2 separate regions of the Siniperca chuatsi genome follow, and region 2 is linked to region 1. The links are chromatin contacts, called in public Hi-C maps. All regions are on one chromosome and are shown on one strand. The core of a region is the stretch at or near the end of the contact, and the rest is flanking DNA. Distances in the headings are between cores, read along the strand shown.

Region 1 (5,725 bases), core at 878-3,377:
AGGTCAGAAGAAAAGAAAAAATAGAACCAAAGGGGGAAATGGTTGATTTTGCAATTATTTTTATCATTTTTACACATACAGCAGTGGGGTCTGCAGTAAAGCCAATGTCAACTATACAAAAGGGGTGCATGTGGTCCAGGTATTGAGCTGTTTAGCAGTTGCTGACATGCAAAAGTTTTGGTAACCTCTGATCTCTCCGTTTCCAAACATTGATTCAGTAATTCAATTATATTCTTGGATAGTGAAAAGAGTGAAAAAAGTTAATATTACAGTGCAGTCATACCGCGGCCATTTAAATCATTATAGGCCCCCTGAGGTGATGTATAATGGTGATTTTCTTTGTGGGGATTAGAAATATCAATTGTCCATCGCTGCCAGCAGCAGCACCGGTGACTCACACAGAGCCGCTGGATCTCCAGACAAATGGCTCCTGAGGAGAGCTGTGACAGCCGTCTGCTGTGGCTTCTGTGTGGACGCTGCTCCTGGACGCTCCTGCTCTCTGGTGTAGCCCACGTCTCACCCCTCCTTTATCCCGGCAGCCCCATCACTCAGACACAGCAGGGATTCCTCTGTAAGGTCTCCCTTCCCTCTGCTTCCACATCATTACCCACAGACTGACAGGCCTGTGTAGTCTCCAGACCCGTTACCTGACCAATGGACGCCAGAGCATTGATCCTCCAAGAGCTCTCGATTTTAGATGGATACTGCAACCTCAAGTATCAAAGGAGTATTAAAGATGTAGAAATGCCATAAAGCATGATACAGACAATCTAACATCAGCCGCTGGGCCTCGCAGACACACTGCCTCCAACAGTAACATTATGGGATTATCATTTGTGCTTGGGAATGATTCAGTTTCTGTTCATGGAAAGCAAATGCCCAGAAAGATAGTGGTCTTCAGCAGCGGACAGTAAACCTGTTGTGCTGAAGGCTCGGTGCGCTCCTCCTCTGCGCGTCTGAGCGCAGGGTTCACTGGTTTCTGGCGCACGCAGAGGCTGCTGCACGAATACCACGTCCATCAGGGGCGTTGATTCGTTAAAACGGAGGTTTGGTAAAGCAACAGATCAGATCTCCCAGTCTGAGAGGATTGACTTTATTGTGTGAGAAATTATGAAACGGGTCTCTGGACGTCGGTTTGAAATGCTCCCTGCTAAAGATGCTTTATTTTTAGATATGGACTCCAGATAGAGTGTTCCATTAGAGCATGGTCTTTGCTCTCGATCAAGCTGGTAAGACCATGTATCTGGATCAAATTGGGATTCGCTTCAGACTGCAAGTGCCCACGTTGCCAAACCCCACTACCGCGCGTGCACCGATTCCCATCGTCATGTTTCTGTAGACAAAAAGCCTCCCATGCCAGCTCCGTGCCACTTGTCAGCTAGGGGGCGAACAGCTCACATCCAATCACACCCAAACGCACAAACCCACACTTCCCCCCGAGAAAGAACCGCTCAACAAAGCCGGACAACCGCACAACAAGACCATCAATCCGGAGTCTTGGAACTGTGACACATAAAAGATTGATTTCAGACAGTGAGCTCCTGCCGGATGATTTACGCGTTCGCGCGGCACAAGTATCAATTATTGATCTGCTGCGTTACTGTACAGCCTGGACAAATCGATGTGTCAACATGCCAGGAGGCTGCCAGACAAGATGCCATACATCAGAATACACACACACACACACACACACACACAGCCGTACACACACATCCGAGAGAGGAGAGAGGAGGGAGATCCTACCTGGTTGGAACATACTTTGGAAATAAAAGATGACCAGAATAAAGGATCCCAAACAGGTGGCAAATACCATCCGGCATATCCTGCTCATCCTCATCAGCTCGCTCAGAGTCTGTTTCATGACGGGCGGAGAGGCTGGGGGTGCTGCTCGCGCTGTGGGGGGAATGAAGGGCCGGTTTGTTGGAATCTCCGGGGCTCTGGTGGTACTGATGAGGATTGTCTGCCGGTCAATGAGCTGAACCCATCCAAGACGGAGCGTACCACTGCTGGGCTGCTGCAGGGGTGGGGGAGGGCAGGGACAGCGTGGTGGCACCCCCGCTCGGAGGAAATGAGCGCGTCCAGCTGTAGCTTCTGTTCAAGAGCCTCACATTAAAACCTGCTGTGGAGCCTCTTGCATTAGGTGGCAGCCACAGGACCACAGTAGTGTTTCTGGAAGACACACATATCACAAATAAAAAAGCTAAAACAGCTGCCATGTTTTCAGTCGGTGGAATGGGATGAGCTGTTGTATTGTTCAAGAGTTTCTACTCTCCTGGTCACCTACAGTATAATTTAAGGTCTTTCTTTCATTATGTCCACCCTCCTATTTGTCACCCAGTACACCAGAGGCAGAGGCTGTTAGACGCTTTTGTGAGAATATTGCAGAGCGTGTCTCAGCAGTTGCAGGAGCAGTCTTGGCAGTGGTGCAGCTTCGAGGTTGCCTTCTCCTACTTTACTGTACTGGAGAACAGTGGTAGATCATTCACATCCTTTGGCAATCTAACAGTGTAAACTACCAGATCACAAACATGCCTTCAGAAGCTGCACTGAGAAACTGACTTAAGTAAAAGTACACAAGCAAAAGAAAAAGTGCTTATTATGCAGAATGCATTGGATCATTATTACTGATGCAGCCATGTGTAAGTAACATTCTACAGCCAGTTTGAACTACTCTGCATAAGCTACAGTTGGATAGTTAAATCTATAGCAATGTATAACTATAACATATGTATTCATATATTTTGTTGTCAGATAAATGTAGTGGAAGTTCAATACTGGCCTCTGAAGTATAAAGTGACTTCAAAGTGTTGGTGGAAAGCAACATTTCCTCAAGTACTGTGCTTAAACACAGTTCGGGGGTACGTGTGTTTAATTGAGTATTTTCATTTTCTGCTACTTAATGCTTTGACTCCACTACAGTTCAGAGGCAACCATTATACTTTTTACTCCACTACGTTTGTTTGCTAACTTTAGTTACTAGTTACTTTGCAGATTCAGATTAATAATAGAAAATATCATCCACAAATAGGTGATGTTGTGTTATTATAGATTACGATAAAATAGGCCTAACCCTAACCTGGGGGAAATTTACAAGTTATCCAGCTGTATATAAAGTAATCCAAATGAGCTCCACCTTTACCAGCTGCAACATTAAAGTGATGTACACATATTTGCACCAATAATGGTATAATCCAATAAAATAATATATATTATTCTGAAATGGGCCTGCATCATGAGTACTTTTACTGTTGGCACTTCTATATATTTTGATGCTAATATTTCTACTGAAGTAAAATTGTGAACTCAGGGCTTTCACCTGTACCACTGAGTACAAGTACCTCAAAACTGTAGTAAAAGCAAACAGATTCCACCACTTTTGAGTATGCACATGAAATGCTTCTTTATACTTCTACAAATTAAGATTTTACATACAAAACATATGATGAGCTTATAAAACATGATGCATCATTATAGATTAAAATCCCCAACAGTAATATGATAGTACCAGTTATAGTAATTGCACTAATACCAGTGGTTGCATTAGTGGTAGACCTATCTGTAGTAGTTGTAGTTAAAGTAGTAGAAGACATTTTATTGGTGCAGCTCGCAGTACAACAGTAAAAGCAGTAGAACTAATAGTAGCAGTATTATCAGTAATAGTAGTTGCAGACATTAGTAGCAGAATCAGTATTACTGCACTAAGGTTTTTCAACCCACACATCTTTGTATCCGTTTTATTTTTCTTTCCCTCCATGACACAACACAGTTAGTATTGCTTCATGTACCTATTCCACAAACAGCTACAGTGCCATCTAGTGGTATAAGAGCATGCACTGCACAGGGGTCAGCTGAAGCTTCTGAACACTGTCCAAGACAAGCAGGCAGTGATAGACACAGCAGACCTTTATGCAGCATCTTAACCTTGCTGTGAGACCTGCACAAAGTCATAGAAGCTGCTTGGCTTTGATCAGATTATGCTCTAATGGCATTTTCAGGCACATGCCAAAATATACACTCCTGTGCACTTTTTCTAATTAGGCTGTCTGTCTTCAATAAACAAGCTGGTCCGTCAGGGAGAGAATCAAAAGGTGGTCTGGAGGATAGCCTCGTAAAATGTGCATCTAATTGCTGCAATGTTCAGCGAGCAACAGCACAATGCGCAGCAGTACAGGCCATTAACATGGAAGGGATGGGAACCTCTGTACTTGTGACAAGCTGCAAGACACCAAGAGAATTAAAATGACGCCCTTGCACGGGGGCACACCCATGTTGTACGCTCACAGATGTACATCTTTTAATTTAAATGCAGAGTGTAGAGCTAAGGTTGCGGGGAAAAGAGGGTCAGCGGCATGCTTTTAAGAAATATCTGCACTCCGGACCCTGCATTCCTTTGTATGAGACACTTCACTTAATGATGTGCATGAATATTCAACAGTTGTTTTAAGATAGTCGCTATTCTCAGAGAGAGAATATAAAAGAGGAAAAGCAAGAGGAAAAGCAAACAAGGGAGCGCAGGGAACTTTGGCCTAATGTCTCAATAAAGACACCATATGCATCAATTAAAGCGAGAGCATTCGCCGATAAGCACTATTAATTTGGGTAATTCCATAATCCCTGTCTAGTTCATTACATGAAATTAAGGCTGTAAAACCCCTGAGGCCTGTGCCATAGTAATAAAAACACAGAGTATAAGCCTGAGCATTTACTCCATGTAAATGCATCAAATCCCAGAGTCTTATCACACTCCTGCAACCTTTAAAAACTCAGCTATATTAAAGCTTACAGAGGCTTTCAGAGGCAGAACCTTAGGGAGCATCTTATATTCTTTAAAGTGGAGAGCCATGAAAATACATCAACAGTACTGTATATTTCAAAGTTATACTTGAAGCAAACAGTTCATAAAAAATGCAAACAAACCTAAAAAGCAGCACGGACACAACTGCAGTTTACTACACACAAAACAAGAAGTGTGTCAGCAGCATAGACTGTAGAAAACATGGACGTCCCCCACAGGTTTCTGAAGAGCCAAATAGTGAAGCTCAGTGTGTTGGCTCCGGCCGTTGCCACTTCATGCCTGACTCCGCCTAACTCCCGGCTAATCCGAAAATGGGCAAAGAGGTGGAGCGTGGGTGGAGCTAGCTAGCCGCTAGCCACCTGCGACGGCACCCACCACTCACCCACTCAAAGCAGTCACGCCCTTAATTATGCATAACTTTAAGCCTTACTATAATTTAAATGGGTGAGTTGTATCAAAATTCACCCCCCTCACAGTTTTCATGAACGGGGAAATCAGCTATAGAGACCAAACCCGTTTTTTGTACCAGGCTGTAAACATTTCTACTATTTCTGCTGTAAAGTTGGGCATTTTAACATGGGGGGTTTATGGGGATTGACTCGCTTTTGGTCAAGCGGCCATTCGAGGAACTGCAGTTTTTGGCACTTCCTGTTGGCCTGATTTTCCAGCCCCGGAGGTTGCTGCTTGGTCAGCAGCAGAGCATCTGTCCTCACCCGACTGTCTGTCAGGCTTCAGGTGAAGATGTCGTTGGATGGTCAGTTGGCCATCCTATCAACGTCACTCTTCGGGGTGATTGCAAGCACTTCCTTGCTCTCTTATACTGTTGCCATAGGCAACTGTGATTAATAGCAGGGGGCTAACCTCAGCAGTTTCCCCTCATCATCAAGACCTCAGACTTACGCTGGGTTTGGGTCAATGAGCTGAGCACCT
Region 2 (5,725 bases), core at 1,791-4,290, 170 kb before region 1:
GCTGTACGGTCTGTAATCACAGCTCGAACGCCCTGTACTCTGTCAGGTGAAATAGAGAAGAGTGCAGCTGTCTCCACTTTAACTGTCCACTTCTAAGTTCAAGTTATAATTACTTTGGAAAGTATCAAGTATGAACTGTTTTGGAGCGTCCTGAATGGATTTCGTACTTTGCGGATTAGGAATTAGTTGAGGAATTTACTGTTGTAGCAGAGTGAGGGGGGATTTCTTGTAGAGGGAGGTCAGATGGGCTGCTGCAATCAGGATGGCTGAACAGTCAGATGGCAAATGTATTGCTCCACTTCAACCTCTCAGAGCAAAAGCTGTAAAAAGGGAAGAGCAGTGAGGAGGGAACAGGTTTGCCTGTTAGCGAACCACGAGTGCATACATTTGCAGCACGCGATATCCCATAAAATTGCGTCATACTCTCCCCGAACCTGTGTATTTTCAATCGTACACATAGGTGCATGAAACACTTAGTCAGCAGAACCTGTCAGAGATTTTTGAGTGTATCCATGTCTCAGTTCTCTCCACTACTCAAAGTGACAGAGCAGAATTCCCTCTTTGTTTGTTTTTTGGCTCTTCCCGTTGGCCCCTGGCTCCCTGCGTACAGGCTCCACATTCACAGTGCTGTGTCAACACGGACCGCAGAGCTCAGTGTGAGCTGATACTCCTCAGTGGTGTCCCAAAAAACAATTTGTCTTCATGTTACTGTTGTTCTCCTCAGGCTCAGCTATGAAACAGACGCTGATTCACAGTGAGGGGAATTATGCATTACAAAGACATGTGGGAGGACTTTTCTGAGTGATATCATTTTAGTCATTTTCTCAGATTTGAGAGCCACAGAAGACATTATAACTGTTTCCACAGTAGGCTTGGGCGGTATCAAGGTATTACGGTATACCAGGGTATTTAGAAATCCCGAAGGTATGATTTTAAATACTGTCAAAAACACAGACACTCCTCTTTCTGGTGGATTGATCATATTGGCTCTTAGATCGTTTATTTTCTGTGCGCTCAGTTTGGGTTTGAGTGGGTATGTTTGCTCAAAAGATGCTCTGTGCTTTGTCTCATAACGTTAGTGGTGCTTCACATTCCCGCTTTTAATAATCGCCACGGTCTCAGAACATATGAGACATACTGGTTTTGAACTGTCTGTGGGAAGACTGAACATGTAAGAGTCCGTCCATTCTTGATTAAAAGCTCTGTTTTTCATTTCGCTTGTCCAGACCAAACTAAAGCCAAGAAATTCTCGAAATAAGCAAGAAATACAGGCCTGACAGGGCATCACCAGGGACGTTTCTGTGGGTTGTAGGGTCCGTGTACGTTTTGGCAGTTCGTTTTTTTTTTGTTTGAAACCAAAATCGGAAAAAATGAAAATACCATGATTTTTTTTGTTTTAAACCAAAAACGTTTTTGTTGTCAGAATCAAAAAAATGAGAAAACCAGACCCTAGTGTGGTTCAAGCTCCCAAAACACTGGATCCTACACTTCCCATAATGCAGCTTGATAACTTTTTCTTTAGACCTTCCCTACCTGGAAGCCCCTCACATCTTTCTCACTCCACAGCCCCAGTATGTAAGGGACACTAAATGTGTCTACATGTGTCTCCAAGCTCTAGCGGAGACAACCCTGTGTTTTCACAGGCTGTGCTTTCAGTGGAAATGTAAATGAATTCATCATATTTAATATTTGATGTCAGATCTACAAGGTCCGTGTACATTCTGGCAGTTCGTTTTTTCATTTTAAACCAAAAACTGATAAACAGAGCTGTTTTTCCTTTTTTGTTGTCAGAATCAAAAAATGAAAAACGAGAACCAAATTCAAATAACGGCCCAATTTAGGTTTTTGCATATTCCTTTTTTCGTTTTTCCTTTTGAAGAAAGACATGAAGAAAAGCAAGACAGCTGACCCAGAAGTAAAAGTAAATATATCAAAATAAAAGCCAAGAGGATAGAATGGCCATTCTATAAAAGTGCCTGTTCATCTTATGTCACGTTTAGCAGACTTTGGGGGAAAATGCAGATGTGTCCTTGAGATCGATCGATCGATCGATCGATCGATCGATCTATCTATCTATCTATCTATCTATCTATCTATCTATCTATCTATCTATCTATCTATCTATCTATCTATCTATCTATCTATCTATCTATCTATCTATCTATCTATCTATCTATCTATCTATCTATCTATCTATCTATCTATCTATCTATCTATCTATCTATCTATCTATCTATCTAACCATACTTTCTTTAATCTGTCTCTTATAACTCACCCAACTTTATGGAATTGCAATGCTAAATAGCTAGAGTACCCCTTTAAGTTGATGATTATTTGTCCTCTTAATTTGGGTCCTCTAAAATTGGGGGTCTACAGACTTTCCAGTCCATGAAGGGGCTCTGGCATAGATACAGCAGTCATGGAAAACTCACAGAATGTTACTTTGCTTTTTTCTTTTTCTTTATTCTGTCCCAACACAGGTGAATGTAGGCAAGATGGATTCTCCCATAGAGAAGTGGAATCTTATCATAGGCAACCTGGCACTGAAGCAGGTAATCACACACACACACACACACACACAGTTGCTGCCTTGAACTATCTATTCATGTACAGCCAACATTCATTAAAAATGAATCAGTACTACAATGATTGTTTGTTTAGCTTCTACACAAATATGGATGATAAAATGTTAATTTTAATGCAGTTTTTAGAGGAACCTTTACTGATTTGGGTTCCATATAGTACCATGAAAAAACCAAATTTAATTATTTGTAACATAGGCACATCTACATACTGTCATGTTTATGTAATGCTATGGATGTTATATGGTATGTTATGTTCTTGATACACATTACCACTACCAATGGTGGTGTTTGGTTGGACACAGGTGGGGGTTCACTCAGACTGTTCTATTGATCTCTGTCTGTGTAGTAAGACTGAGTACAGGCTCTGGCAATCATCTACCCACACACTGATAAACACACCATGCAACACCATAGTGTTTTCATGACCTTTTTGTCCAATATGTTATGCATAACATCTGTCAGCAGGGCGTGTTATGGAATGGAATGGAAAAATCTACCTGGACATGATATAGATTTCAGTATTTCATGTTTATATAGCATTACCTACCAAAAGTAACCCTTTTACTAATCTTTTACGCACCGTTGGCCTGTTTTCACACACATGGTAGTGTTTGTTTACTCAAATCAATAAAACAGCACTATAGTAAATCCCCCTGCCTCTCTCCTCCAGGTTCAGGCCACTGTGGTGGGTTTCCTGGCTGCTATAGCAGCCGTGGTTCTTGGCTGGATCCCGGAGGGGAAGTTCCAGATGAGCCACGCTGTGCTGCTCTGCTCCAGCAGCGTGGCCACAGCCTTCATAGCCTCCCTGCTGCAGGGTAAACACACACGCACACATGCACACACACATACATACTGCATACAGACAGCTGAGTGCCACAGTTTAAAATAAACTGTTAATACTGTCACTCTGGAGAAGCTGTGTCACTTCTGTCCTCTTCACAGACAGTCTTTGTAACTAATCTCACATGCATTTAAAAAAAAGTTAGGATTACAAAAACACTTATTTTTTGCTGACAGACTGTGCGGATAATGTCTGAAAGTCAGCTGTAATGTGATGACCGTTAGTGCTCCACCCTTCTTGTGTCATGTTCAGGTATCATCATGGTGGGTGTAATTGTGGGTTCAAAGAAGACGGGCATCAACCCAGACAACGTAGCCACACCAATTGCCGCCAGTTTTGGTGACCTCATAACCTTGGCGATCCTGGCCTGGATAAGCCAGGGCCTCTACAAGTGCCTGGGTAGGTGAACAGCTACTAACTTTAGAAGACTGCTACAGTCACAGGCAAGATATATGACTACATCAGGAGTGGCAGGTGATTTTACTGATGAGTCCTTCTCCTCTTTTGCTCCACTCTGAAGGAGTGCCATCAGTAGGTGAAATCTTGGTTGGAATGACAACCAAACCTGATGGTTCTCTGTGGCACATGATTGGCCCCCGGGCTAGATAATATAACATCATTCAGAAGATTTTAATACTTCTTACATTTTAATCATACACTTTATAGCATAATTTTTAATGCAGTGAGTATACAAGAAATCAACATTGTTTTATATTGTGTAGTGTGGAACTGAAAGAGAGAAAACAAATGCACTTGTGTGGGAAGGACAGAGCAGAAAGATCTAGAGGAAATATTTTTGTGACGTGTTTTGATTTTTTTTGTTTTTTTAAAGTTACATAATTCCCTGAGATACATGCAGCTTTTAACTGTATTTGAAAATAATTTATGACCTAACCAGGGTGATTTTTGAGCAGAAAATGTGTCAATATTAAGGTTGACACTGCATGACACCACTGATTTTACTGAGTTCATTATCTTTCCAACATCCGTAGTCCCATCAGTCAGTGAGCAGCAAGTATGGGGATGCTTGGTGTCACTTGATTTTTCACTGGAAAGAAGTAAGTTATCACATTACTGATAACAATGCATTGTATACGTAGAGTGTGCATGTGAGTCCAGTAACCAAAACGTCAGACTGAATCATGTTATCAGGTGGAATTCATTGTTCATCTTCAGGATTAGTCATGAGAAATGTGATCCTTGCTCGTTTTTGTTTTCAGCAGCAGATGTGGTTTAGGGTGCTTTAACACCCAACTTGTTAAGTTAAAAACAAACACTGATGTGTTTGCCCATTTAGCTGGTGTGAAAGTTGTCATTTAAGCTGCGGTGGAGACCATACAACTGGATCGAGACCACCTGAAAAGGTGGGTTGGATGAAATTCCAATAGAGGTGTGTTGTGTTGTGGTGGGAACTATGAATGAAACGTAGCGACCACACAGTAACTATCCCCTCGTAATATTACAGTACCAAATGCCTCTTTCTGGACTTCCTGGTCCATCTTCTCTCAGTTAGAAATGGTTGTGAACCTCAGATTTTTGCTTCTTAGGAAAGTCAACACACTGCGGCCAGTCAGCCAGTAGAGGTCCCTCCTCCCTCACACTGTAGCAGCGCTGCTCTCCAGTTGCAGAACACAGTTTCTTTTCCTCCCACCACACATTCCTCATGTTTAATTCATGTCGCACCCAGACCTATGTTGCACCGCCTTGTATTACTTAATACAGCAAACACTTGAAGCGGTTGGAAAGCGTCTCATACTAACTAACCCCGTCAAGTCTGATTGTATGACATAGATGTTCACCACTATGAAAGGAACAATTTAGCGCTGTGAGCTAAATGTATTAAACACACTTTCTATTTCATATTTCCATGGCAGGGCAGTGCAGTGCAGTGAGGCCGTCTGGCTGTGTCACTCTCAGAACAGTGGCTCTGTTGTTCTTGAGCCCAGCCACGCTGACACTTTCCTGCTAAATTGGAACTGATGGTCAGTTTACTCTCAACTAAACTTAAATCACATGATTATTTATTCAGATACAAACTTAATGCTTCTAATTTTGCGGCAAACCAGCTGAGTAGAGATGAGACGCTGGCGAGACATAGTAGCTACAGGAGCCAGGTGGAGTCCAGTCAGGTTTATTTATGAAGTGCTTTTAACAAACAGGATTGTTGAGTGCTTTAGTGAGAGGGCTCAACAATAGATAAAAGCAGGGATAATGAGAGCATGAGATGGAGCACAAACACCAAGAAATGGGGCCAGAGCTGGTAAGCATGCACAATATGTGTGTGTGTGTGGATGTGGCA

The links. Hi-C and Micro-C count contacts between places; a contact is called where the count stands out from the background.
Region 2: a contact with region 1 is called in a Hi-C map of skeletal muscle, with 5 times the contacts expected there. The contact joins the enhancer-like site here to the promoter of chst11 in region 1. A contact is called at or near these places in 2 of 3 Hi-C or Micro-C datasets (skeletal muscle and an unstated tissue).

What each region holds. Positions count from the first base shown.
Region 1 is chrLG23:19,959,209-19,964,933 of ASM2008510v1, reverse strand. It overlaps chst11 (carbohydrate sulfotransferase 11), which reads right to left and starts at 2,127. Exons shown (of 4, transcript XM_044186545.1): 1 at 1,759-2,127. The coding sequence starts at 1,861.
Region 2 is chrLG23:20,131,181-20,136,905 of ASM2008510v1, reverse strand. It overlaps slc41a2b (solute carrier family 41 member 2), which reads left to right. Exons shown (of 11, transcript XM_044185371.1): 4 at 2,481-2,552; 5 at 3,256-3,400; 6 at 3,679-3,825. Among protein-coding and RNA genes, the nearest start is that of nopchap1, 8.0 kb to the left of the region's middle. Within about 2 kb of position 3,040, the one cell type or tissue checked has an H3K27ac peak away from gene starts, as active enhancers do.